Regions from separate parts of the Mus musculus genome. Here region 2 is linked to region 1. A link is a contact called in public promoter capture Hi-C data. All regions are on one chromosome and are shown on one strand. The core of a region is the stretch at or near the end of the contact, and the rest is flanking DNA. Distances in the headings are between cores, read along the strand shown. Region 1 holds the start of Cpne8 (copine VIII). Region 2 holds the start of Lrrk2 (leucine-rich repeat kinase 2).

Region 1 (6,393 bases), core at 1,963-4,462:
CCCAATTTAATGTTGTCCTTCTAAGACTTGCCTTTAGTCATGGTGTCTGTTCACAGCAGTAAAAACCCCAAGACACCCTACAAGGTCCTTATCTGCTATTTTATTTCCTCTTTCAGATCTAACAGTGTCCAGTGCCGAGGGGGACATCCAGGCAGTGTTTGCCAAATGACTGCTCTGGTGAATAATTCATCTTTGCTTTTAGCACATCACAAGGCTACACACATTGTTTACCTGAATGCGTTTTAACACATGCTGTTAGTACATTTTCTAAAGAAAAGCACAGGTGGAAAAGCTAAAGTTCACACCGATACATTTATTTTTAATGATTGTAGTTCTGTGCTCGGGTCGGATTTATTAATGGGAAGCTGTACTCCACATATTCTTTGCTCTATCATCAAAGCTTGCCTCCTTAGGCTACGCTCATTAGTATTGAGCTTAAGCAATCGGCATGGAATTAACATTTCCACCCAGTGTTTACCTTTCCTAAGGCTGAGACAATATGGCCACAAACTGGCAGGCTTCAAACAATGGAGCTTGCAGTCTCACAGAACTGAAAGTTGTAAACCTGACTGACTCCCAGGGCCACATTCTCTTCAAAGTGTCAAGTGCGAACTCCTGCCTCTGTCAGAGGTTGCAGTTGTCTGGAGTTCCCCAGGAAAGTACAGAGCAGCTTCAGTCTCTGCCTCACTGTGTTTCCTCCAGTCTCTTCCTATGGTACCAACAAGTCAAACCTGACACATATTAAGGAAGGCCTAAAAAACATGGCAAATTGTACAGTGTTTGCGGTCAGAAGATGAATTCTGATAAGATGCCAGTTCCTCTCTATTAGGGACCATGTCTAGGATAAACATAAGCTCAATTAAAAATTTAGGAATTTTTATAGACATTGTCAAGGTGAATCTGAATTCTGTGAGGAAAATACAAACATTTTAAAGTGGCCAAACTCTTTGGAAAGGAATCAATTAAAAATATCCTGTTGCCGTAGTAGTTAAGACACTCTGATTCTGGTTTAAACAGAGACAGACAGGTCAACAGAACAAGGCAGTGTCCAAGAGTGAACTTATTTGCTATGTTGATTTTTTGGCAAAGATTACTTTAAGATAATTTTAAAACATTCTTTAAAAGAAACCATAGACCCAAATGTAAATTCTGAAACTAAAATTACAAGAAGAAAACAAAATATATTTTTATATATGTATGTATGTGTGTATAATATATATATATACATATATATATATACATATATATATATATATATATATATATGCCAAGGGTTTTTAGCATTGACATGGGCATAAACTAAACCAAAACAGCAAACAAACAAACAAAAAAACTCTCATAGATAAAATTGGCCATCATATATTACTTTAGGATAGAAAATAGTAAAACTAGTTTGTAAAAACAATTCAGTAATTTCTTAAGAAATTACGTGTACTCTTCCACTTTCATCTGGCTATTCTATTTCTACTTGCCCAGTGTGATGAAAGCTTATGCCCACAAAAGACCCATATGCCAGCGTTCACAGCAGTCTCGTATGTAATAGCCCAAACCCAGGGGCAAGTACACTGTTCATCAAGATGAGTGGGTGACCAATTTGTGGCAAGTCTCTAAAAGGAAGATTATTCACTATTGATGCACCTGTTATCGTAGATGAAACTGCAAAGAATTTTACAGACGGAAAGAAACCGGGTTAGGCATGGAGTGTGCCATATTCTGTGGTATTTAAATTAAAGATGAAGTGTTGTTTTAATGGCGAAAGCAGGGATTGATTACAAAAGAGACACAAGAAGCTTTTGGGGCGAGGGAATGGTTTATTATTTTGGTGTGGTGATGGTTTAGCGGGTTGATACCGATCGTAATCCATCAGAGGGCACACTTTAAATACCTGCATGCTATTGTGCATGTAAATCAATGCATTCAGATACACACACATATGGACCTAGATAAAGTGGAAAATTCGGAGAAGGCCTCTGGGTTGAGCACTAAAGTCCTTACCTTTTATTTCTTCAGGAGGTGCCTGCAAAATAAAATTCTAGTTTGCTTAAAAAAAAAAACCCTCTAGACCTCCTCCACCAAATCAATTTCAGGCATCAATAAGAGAGCTTGAGGGAAAATTCTAGTCATCAGCTGCAGTTTAATTTGTGATAGGGGGAAGAGAAAGAAAAACAGAACTGGTGGATTTAAGGGGTGGTGAAGGGAGGGCGGGGCGACCAGGGAAAGCAAACAAGACCAAAGTGACGCAAACATTTGGGGCAGGGAAGAGCGGCAAGCATCTACACTCTATTTCCCCTGCAACCACACAGATTCTTTAAGGAAGTGGCTCCAAGTGGATTAAAATACCACAAGGGAGACCAGTCACAAGCCCAGGATTCTCCAGGTGAGCCAGGGCTAGAGCCAGCCACGCTCCCTCCTGAGGCTGGGCGCCCTGCTCTCCACCGCCCCCTGGCGGCCATCGCCAGAAGACCCGCAGTGACGCCTCGGGTCAGGTGTGCGCAGGAAAGTGGGGGTTACCCGGCAAGCTGCGGCGGCGCCCCGCGTCTTGCCCACTCCCAGTCGCGCCGCCAGGAATCTATTTGCTAAACTCCCCGGTCACCCGAGCTGCTCATCTGCTTTACGCTGCCCTGCTTTCAGGTCTTGAGGAGCAGGATTGAGGAGGAGCTAGATTATAAGTTATTATTACGACCTCCCGGGCCTCAGGGCAGAAATCCCTGCGGTTTGGCAAGTGCGTTGCAAGGCGCCGATCTTGCCTTAAGGAGACCCTCGCCTAAAAGTTGCAGGGGATGGCAGACGCATTGAAACCTCTCTTATAACGCTGCGATTGTCCCAACAGCGTCCACTCCACCCAAGCTTGCCCCATATATTGGCACGCCCCTCTGCACCAGGAGTCAAAGGCTGGTGGCCATCCCTTGCCCCACCACCACATCAGTCCAGTAGCCCGAAGTGGGGAGCATATCAGCTGGGGCGGGGGGCAATCGCCGGCGCCTGGGGCTCTCCCACTAGACGGCGCGGTGTCTGTCCGGGTCACCTACTGTCTCTGCGCCCTACGCCCAGAGCCCCCGAGCTGCAGACCCAGTCACCGCCCGGGGGCTGCCCCAGGGCGGGAGCAGCCCGGAGCGCCACTTGGGAGACCGAGGCGGCTTTGCCAGGACTGGCTCGGTCGCCGGATTCGCGACGAGGTCCGCCTCCTCCCTCCCCTTCCCGCGCCGCCTCCGCCTCCTTCCTCTGCCTCCACCCTCACCCCTTCCCGTCGGTGCGGAGCTCCGCTCCGAGCAGCGCTCAGCCCGCCGCAGCTTGGATGTGGGCTCGGGACAAGTGCTCCGTTCCTCAGCTCGAGATGGACAGCCGCTACACCAGCGCCACGGGCATCGGGGACTTGAACCAGCTGAGTGCGGCCATCCCCGCCACACGAGTGGAGGTGTCAGTGTCCTGCAGGTGAGGACGCGGCTCTCTTTTCTTCCTTCCATCCGAGCTTGGTGGCACTTGGCTAGCGCTCCAGGTACCACGAGGCTTGGCGCTGGTGAGAAGTTGCATGCTGAGTGGGGACTAGTTGTGGTACTGGCTGACGTTACCTTCCCCTCCTCCCCCCCAGAGGGTCAAATGACACAGAACTGGGGACGAGAGTGGTGGGCTTTGGCTGAGTCTTTTTTTTTTTTTTTTCTGGGAAATGTTGTGAAAGTTGGCAAAGCTGTGACTCAGCTACAGAAACCCTAGCCGCCGCCCACTTCGCAACCTTTTAAAAAATTATTTATTTATTTTAAACAACCGCAATCAGGGCCAGAGGTTCAGTGATGTCGGGAACCGAAGGGTCAGTCCTACCAAGAGCGCGCGTGATGCTGCGCACCTTGGCCAGGGACTCCCTCTGCCAGGCGTCCGGGAAGCCATGCGGTGGGCTCAGCTCCAGTTCCACAGCTTCCTCCTCCCCACTCACTTCCTGGAACCATCCAGCTTCCTTACCCTCCACCCTTCCGGGACGTTTACCCTAGGCCTGTAGCGGTTCCAGGTTCAGTCTTCCAGGCAGAGGCTTACCTAAGAATTGAGAAGTCACGACTTATTTTCTGCCCGCCGGTAGACAAACATCAGAATGCTTTCAGCAACTCTCAAGGACTGCCAGTTTCAGACTCCCTTCCTGATACTCCCTGGGCCAGATCCTCAGTAAGTTAGGTAGAATAGCTGTGCTGCCCCAGTTTTGGGGAATTAGATGGTTGGCTATATTAAGAATACTACATTGCACGTACCCAGGTGCCCACTTCCAGGCTGAATACTTCCTTTCACCGGTCTCGTTGGAAAACTTCACTCCTACCCCTCTACGCCCCCGTGTTTTTAAATGCCCTCACATGTTCTTAGCCTTTCTGTAAGGAAAGATCGTTGTAAAAGACTTTAATAAGCATGAGTGATTTTTGTTGTAAACAAACCCTGAAGTTTAAACGCCGCTAAAACAGGTTCTCAGCTTTCTTAATGCTGTGACAATTTAATGCTGTTTCCCATGTAGTGGTGATCCCCCCATCTTAAAATTATTTTTGTTGCTGCTTTATAGCTGTATTTTTGCTACTGTTACAAATCCTAATGTAAATATCTGTGTTTTCTGATGGTCCTAGGTGAGCCCCGTGAAAGGGTCATGTGACTCACAGAGGGGTCGCGACCCACAGGTTGAACATTCCTGCCCTGAAACTAAAGTTTCTTGGAAATTCAAGTTTTAGCACCCATTCCCCAAGTGGCCATGTTCTTTGGTAGGGGAAAACCCTGGGATAACATAGGATTTGCTCTGATTCACCTCAGAATGTGAAAGTTCATGACATCAGCCCTGGGGTTATTGGGGTAACTGCTTTGAATGCTCCACTAGGCTCCTTCCAGTTAGCAGCTGCCTGGCAGACTCCTGTGGCGATTTGTAGGTGAATCTCTTCTCTCTGAAGCTGGCTTTAATATTAGGTGACTGTTACCTAACACCGTATAACACAATGGGCAGTGGGTGGTCAGGAATTCTACTATCTCAGCATCTTTTAGAGGTCTGTCATTTGTTTGAAATCCTGCGGCATCTGGAGGGCCCTAAACAGACAAGGCACATCAACTCTGAATAGCCTATAGTTCCTTCGGAGTGAGGTGAGATAGTCCTGGTCTCATGTACCAAAGATACTAATGCTTTGCTGTAGGTATACTGGGATCCTGAAGTGCACTGGCTTAAACCAGTTTGTTTTAGCTTCCTACTCAAGCCCCTGGAGTCTTTCTTCTATGTGGGGTTACTTTTTGGAACTTAAAAAAAAAAAGTTTCAAATAGGGGAAAAAAAAATCAAAGAATCTTAAAGAGAAAGGAACACTTAGTATCAAGTATTTCTTCTAAGCTTGTCCAGGCCTAGTCTATTATTTGAGTTGTCTAGGTTCAGTTCATTGTGTGTTTCTTACCAAACTGGACGTAATTTCTACTCTTGGGCACGTGTACTTGACAACTTGATAGCTTCAGACAAGTCCTTTTCCTTTCTGTGGTGTTGAGAACTCTTGCCACCTTAGGAGGTGGTATCATTTGAACTTCGAAGTCAGCGTCCTGGGTGCAAATTCTGACCCTGTGATTCACTATTATTACCTGAAAACTGGTTTTTATTATTTATCTAAGCTTGTTACCATACATGGCAGTGCTAGCTAGGAAATAAAAACTCTGCACTCTTATGATACAATGTCTTAAGCTGTGTGCTACTGTTGTGATACAAAGTCTTAGGCAGGGTTATTGTGGCTATCATGAAACAGCAGGACTTGGGAAGGAAAGGGTTTGTTTGTTTGGCTTAATAGCACAAGAACTCAAGCAAGGCAGGAACCTGGAGGCAGGAGCTGATGCAGAGGCCATAGAGGAGTGCTGCTTACTGGCTTGCTTTCCATGGCTTGCTCAGCCTGTTTTCTTTCCTACAGAACTTGGGAGTATGAACCCAGGCATGGTACCACCCACAATAGGCTGGGCCCTCCCCCATCAATCACTAATTAAGAAAATATCCTATAGCTGGGTATTATGGTGGCATTATCTCAGTTGAGGTTGCCTCTTTTCAGATAAGTCTAGCTGGTGTCAAGTTGACATAAGACTAGCCAGAACATGCAGAGAGTGGCACTCGGAGTTCTGCTAACAGAGTTCTGTAACTACTCTATTTTAACCTTAGTAAGCCAGTTAAGGAAAAGAGAGCTAGCTGTTCCCAGAGCATGTAGTTTCCCTGGATGGTGGTGAGGCGTTCACTTAGCAAGAAGGTACAACTGAGAGCCTCTCAGCCTTGCTGTAGGAAGGCAGGGCAAGCATATTCCCTGCCTAGTTAGTTGTCTGAGAGAGCTCTGATCGCTGCTGATACTTCAAAGACAGCGTACAATGGAACCCCCTTTGATAACCACCTTCCTCTGCTCCCTATAATCAAAAGATCCATT
Region 2 (6,393 bases), core at 1,215-3,714, 990 kb before region 1:
GAAAAAACAATTAACATAATATGCATAAAGCCCTTGCAAATAAACACATATAAAACACTGAAAGTACTGACTTTATTCTGCTAAATTATCAAACCAGAGGCTGTTCCTTTCCAATAGACTTTGCAGCTGCCCACTCCACAAGCTGGTAACAATATCTTAACCACTGCAGTTACTTGGGCATTTTCTAAAATCAAGAACTAGAATGTCTTGGTTGACTGGGTAGCTTACTGGTAGAGAGCTTGTCCGGTAGATGCAAATCCCTGTGTTTAATTCCCAGCACCAAAAATGCAGTGGAGGAGGAGGAGGGTGGAAAGAAGGAGGAGAAAATGGAGGAGGAGGAGAAGGAGAAGGAGGAAGAGAGAATGAAGAAGAAAAAGGGAGTGGAGTAGAAATGGATAAGGGGAATGAAAGAGGAAAGTTAGGGGGGAGACAGGGAAGAGAAAATTACAGTGTTTGGGGATATAGATCAGTAATCAAAGTAATTCCATTAGCAGATTTAAAGTCACAGATCTTGTCAGCACAGAGAAAGAAGGAGGAGAGACAGAGACAGAGCAAAGACAGACAGACACAAAAGGAAGAGATGAAAGGAGAAAGAGGTAAGCAATGGCTATATTCCAGATTCCCCTGGGCTCTCAGGTCTACCACTCCCTTCTGTGTTCAGTTGATTGAAAATCAGGGTCCAGTTTTTCCCAGTGGTACCAAGCAGGCGTGAGACTACCAAGTCTAGGTCTTGGCAGTGTAGGCAGCCAGAATTAGACACTTTTGAATATAAAGCAAGAAGGGTGATGTAGGTGGAGAACAGAAAGCACCTTCAAAATGATTCATATTCCGTGGGTAAAATTCAGACTCTTGGTGCTAAAAAGTACAGTATCTTTATCATACCTCCATCTTCCTCTTGATTTTTGTCTGATAACAACCTGAAAATGACTAGTCAGATAGGAAAGTTTCACAATTGGAAAAATAAAAATATTTACTGCAGATAAAAGTATGCTTTTCTAAAAGAAAATTAGAGCCAGGTATGGTGACATATACCTATAATTATAGCACTGGGGAGCCAGAGGCAGGAAAATGGCAAGTTCTAAGTAGTCTGGGTTATACTGTGAGAACTTGACAGGGTGGGAACAGAGGGAGAAAGAGGAGGAGGCAGGAGAGGAGGAGGAGGAGGAGGAGGAGAGAGAGAGAGAGAGAGAGAGAGAGAGAGAGAGAGAGAGAGAGAGAGAGAACTTGGAGACTAAGAAAAGTTTAGTCTCTAGAATGACTATGAAGGAGTATTCTATTCTTCCCGTGCCTCCAGAGTTCCCCGACAAATAACTCTCAGTATTTGGATGACAAAACTGATTTCAGTTCCCCAGATCGCAAACCTCTAAAGGAAGTTAGCACCTTCAGAAGTAATTCTGTCCTGACTGAAAGCCATTCTTACTTATCCGAGTCTGCTTTAAAATCACAGTTAATTACATAGCCTACTTCTGGACTTCCTGTGACACAGATCCAGACAGAAGTTCTACTTTTGTATCCACTTTGTATGATAACAGCCGCAAAGTAGAAATGTAAACACGGCAGGCGAGGGGGCATTCGGGAAACATCACTTTCTTTAGATACTGGGTGATATACACTGCAGGAAGAATCCTTGAAATGTGTCTTCTAATTTAAAAGTATAAAAGCAAACTGACCCTAGACTTGACTGTTTTATTACTGTTTTTTTAATTACCCTCCCTTGCTGGAAATATTCACTGCACTGCTCTACCAGAAACTCGCTGTATATTAAGGAGCATTCTTAGAATAGTTTGAAAGGTTAACGGACTCACCTTGCCAATAAGAGCCCTGTTTTCATTTTGCTGCTACCACCACCCAGATAATGTCAAAGGTGCTTCTCCTCTGCCAACATTTGACAAGATTTCCCCTCTTAAAGCAAATCTCAAGACCCCGGGACATAAGGCCTATCACAGAACAGTCTTCAGGAACAGATGGGAAGGCCCGCTTACCTGCTGTACACTGGCAACTCTCATGTAGGAGTCCAGGACAATCAACAGAGGCACGTGGAAATTTTTATCTTCAAATAACTTGGAGGCTGGAAAAGAAGGGGGCAAATGGGGGATGAAAACAAAGTCACAAACCACGGCATCCTGGCATCCTTTCAATCTTCCAGGGATCTCAGCTCCTTCCTCCCTGAAGGAAAGGAGTGGGGTGCCCAAGATTAAGACTCAAGTGCAGGATAAAGTTTGCAGAGGAGGGAGGGGCTGCAGGCATTACCGCGGTCCGAGTAGGTGAACACCAGCATGTCCTCCAGGAGCTGAAGCAACGTCTCGATCTGCTTGCCTTCCTGGACATTATTCAGCCTGACTATCAACTTCTTCAGAGCCTCCTCCTCCTCTTCCTCTTCGCAGCCCTGACAGGCGCCACTGGCCATGGTGCAGCCGGCGGGGACTGCGGCGAGCTGGGACGGCTCCTGCTCTCAGAGCTGCTCGGCCGCCTCCGCTGCAGGCCCAGCCCTCGGTCCCCAGCCGCGCCCAGACGGTGACGGCGACCGCCCCTGCCCAGTCTCAGCCCGGCCTGCCCAGCCGCATCGCGCCGCTGGGAACTCCGCCGGGGAAAAGCGAAAGCCGCCACCCCGCCACTAAGAATAGCAAAGGGGCGTTGGGAAAGGAGGACACCGCCCAGTTGGCCCCTTTCAGGAAAGCGGTTTCTTTTAAGAGTTCCCCCTATAGGGAGAGGAGTAATTTGCTCCCCAAAGAATGCAGCGTTTAACAATCAAAATCGGCCAGCTACATGGGCTTTAGGAGTTGTTTGCTTGTTGGTTATCCTGAGCTCTGGTTGTGGTTGCCAAAAGGCCTCTCTCTGTTTTGAGTTTGCAGGCAGGATCTGGGAGCTCTGATTCAGCTCTCAAGGATGGAACTCACAGCAGAGTCAGTGAAGCTAAGGTTGGAAGAAACAGTCTTTAAACGGCATTCTTGGTCTGAACTAGTTATTAGTACTGCTGCCCGGGCCTCTAAAGTTAAAAGGGGTATTCTGAAAGCCGGGGCAACTGCTAATTCCAGCACCTGGGAGGTGAAGACAAGAACCAAAGAAATCGGAGGCCATCCTTGCTTCATACAAGTTCAAGGCCAGCCTGGGCTATAAGAGCCTACCTAGAAAGAAGGAATGGGGGGAGGGGAGAAAGGGAAGGGAAAAGGAGAGGGAGGAAGAAGTAGAGGAAGAAGAGAGAGGGAGAGAGCAGGGGGAGAGGGGGAGGGGGAAGGAGAAGAGGTAAATGAAGAGTTGAAGCAGGAGAAGAAAGGGGAGGGGGCGGGGGAGAAGGGGACAGATCTGCAAGGCACAGTGCTAAAGCATCCCTGTGAAGAAGATGTTGCATCCCAAGAAGAAAGCAAAAGAAAATGCTCACGTAGTAAGGTTTTTCAAGAAGAGAAGTCTCTGGTACAGTGCTGTAGTCAAGGCTTGGATGTTCTATGGTCTCAGATGACCCAACCTCAAGGTTATTTACCCCGAAGGAGAATTAGAGCAGTTAATTTATTTCCTGGCTTCTAGTTCGTTAACATTCTGATAACAATTCACAAACGGATGAGGAGTTCTTTCCTGTCTGAGGAAATGTCTTTGGGATGGGTAAGAGGTGGAGGGGTTTGAGAGGCGGGTTGAGAGCCAAGACACAACTGAAGGTCAGGCTGAAAGTTTGTCCACACTCTGCACTTTCAGCAGAACAAGAAAGCAAGTTTCCATCAGCTTGGGTACTCACTGAGTGCTTCTTGTTGCCAAGGGTTTTCACCTTTGCGTGGTAGTAAAGTGCTAATATTTGCAAGGCTAGAATAGTTAGGATTTGCTTCCAAGTAACCCACGATTGAAGGGTGGGGTCAAAACGGGAAGAATTAGACATGAAATGAACTGGGAATTGTGGAAGGTAAGAGATGAATTCCTGGGGCATTGCTCCTCTCTGTGTGTAATTTTCCATAATGACAAAACTCTCAGCTGATGACATATATGAGACCTATATTACCTCTTCTATGCGCTTTCATGACATGAGGACCTCAGATTTTCTTTTCTTTTTTCCCCCGTATTTTATTTACTTCTTGTTAAAACACACACACACACACACACACACACACACACACACACACACACACACCAAAAACCTTGCCAGAAATTGAGACTTATGTCCCTTCAAAAGAAAATTCTAAGTGACACCGTGTTTCCAAAGTCCCCTTGTAGGACTATCATCCACCTGTAGGACTCCATACTCAGCAGGGCACCAAACAGGGTGTACTTTGAGCTCTCTGCTGGAAACATTTGCCAGAAGCCAGTACACCTTAGGGCAAAGTGTCCTTGAGTTTTAAATGTGATGAATTGATTGACTAAATTTCCAAGACTCATTAACTTCCCAGTTAACGAGAATGAAGATGATGGCTGCAGACAGAAGTTCATAACTAAGTAGTCAAAGAATAGTAAAATAACACTCAATGTTTACCTAACTTCTGAGGAAGAAAGAAATAAAACTGACATGGCCAACCACAGCAAACACCAAAACAAATTACAGATGGGTTAAAAAGCAAATAAAAAATAATTAGGAGGCACTGGATAGTAAACGTTATTTAGCCCAGCATTAAAAGCAAACGCAGTGACAGAAGACACACAACATTAACATTTGTGATTCATTAAAACTCAGATATTCTGCCATCAGAAGAAAGAAAAAGTAAACAAAAGGAAAATGGTAAATGGCTGGGGCTTTCATATGGAAGAACCAATTAACTTGAAGAGTTTTTAATATGTCACTGGAGAGACAGCAGCACCCCAACAGGCATTTCGAGGAAAATGTAAGTTTACTGTAAATGAGCAGGAAGTCTAAGAAAACTATGCTCATCTCTATAAAGAATATGCTCAGGAAGATGAGTCCAATTGTGTGTGTGAATCAACAATGAGAAAAAGAATGGGGATAAGTCTAAACATACAGATATACAAAACTTTTGCAAAGAAATGATCAAACTCATAAAACACACAAATAAATGAGAAAAATAATAGGAGTAATAAATAGGAAGATTTAATATAAAAAGATACTGTCTCTTAACAGTAACAAAAATATAACATGAATCACATCCATCTATAGTGCAGAAGGTCCTAAAGGTTAGAATAGCCCTGGCACTTATGGTAAAAGAATTGTTCAAACAGCCATGATTCAGGGACACAGTATCCTCTGTGTATCTCTTCTCCAGAGGAAGAAACAGTACCACTGGGGTCACCGAGGGGACAGGCCCAGGAAGCACGGTTTATCCAGCTCCTAGTGACTTCCTGTGAATCAGGAACAGGTGTTTTCTTTACTAACAGACACAAAGAGCACACCAAGTTAGATTTCCATATGAGGTGCCACACATTCCATCCTGAAATCCTTACATAAGCTACAGTGTGTACAATAGATGAAGCTTACTTTTATCATCAAATTATTTGGATAAAGAGCCAGGGAAAGAGTAACACAGTATACAGTATTACACAGATGGGAGGATATGTGAGAAATAAGTGTGTGTGTGTGATAATATATATATATATATATATATATATATATATATATAGAGAGAGAGAGAGAGAGAGAACAATATTTAGCATGATAATGTATTATCCCTAATTATTATTCTAATAATATATTCCTAAATATAACCTTCTCAGTCTGTACAATGTTACTTGTATGCATATTTTCTTTTTTTTTTCTATTTATGTTTTTGTATTTTGGTTTTTTTTTTTGAGACAGGGTTTATCTGTGTAGCCCTGGTTGTCCTGGAACTCACTCTGTAGACCAGGCTGGCCTCGAACTCAGAAATCCGCCTGCCTCTGCCTCCCAAGTGCTGGGATTAAAGCTGTGCGCCACCACTGCCTGGTGTATGCATATTTTCGTAGCCGACTATTTGGTACTGGACAACCAATTTTTTTGTGCATCTTCCCCAAGTAAAACTCTTTCTCTTATTTCAGCATTCCTTATTTGCCTATAATTCTTTTTACAGACTTAAGGCCTGTGGTCTTTCCCTCATGTACTTTGTCATTAGACAATGCTGTCTTTGTTCAGGCAGTTTTGTTGATGAGACCTTTTGACTTTACTAGGAGGTACAATCTCACAGCAAAGTCCTTGATCTGGCAACTACAATCTTTCTACTTCTTACACAATGTTCCCTCAGCCTTAGGTTCCAATGTGTTTTATAGATGTATCCATAACAACTAAGATTCATAACTGTACATTTTGATTGTCTGTTGTTTTCTGTAATAGTCCAAATCTGGTACAAAGAGAAGTTTCCTCAATGAGGGGCTGAAAGACTACAGTTACCTGGGAATATGAGGACAAATATTAAGAATGTAGTTAGGGGTCATGCTTGTTTAGTGAAGTAGTGGTTGTATACTCTCCTCCAAAATCCATGGCTTCATTAG

Evidence for each region. Promoter capture Hi-C pulls out the DNA fragments that hold promoters and counts their contacts.
Region 2: a promoter capture Hi-C map of stem cell-derived epiblast-like cells shows a contact between it and region 1, with 4 times the contacts expected there. The contact joins the promoter of Lrrk2 here to the promoter of Cpne8 in region 1. A contact is called at or near these places in 14 of 39 promoter capture datasets (cranial neural crest, embryonic stem cells, frontonasal cranial neural crest and 8 more).

Annotation. Positions count from the first base shown.
Region 1 is chr15:90,676,207-90,682,599 of GRCm38.p6, reverse strand. It overlaps Cpne8 (copine VIII), which reads left to right and starts at 3,212. Exons shown (of 20, transcript NM_025815.2): 1 at 3,212-3,432. The coding sequence starts at 3,296.
Region 2 is chr15:91,669,295-91,675,687 of GRCm38.p6, reverse strand. Lrrk2 (leucine-rich repeat kinase 2) reads right to left here and starts at 2,464. Exons shown (of 51, transcript NM_025730.3): 1 at 2,251-2,464; 2 at 1,983-2,068. The coding sequence starts at 2,407.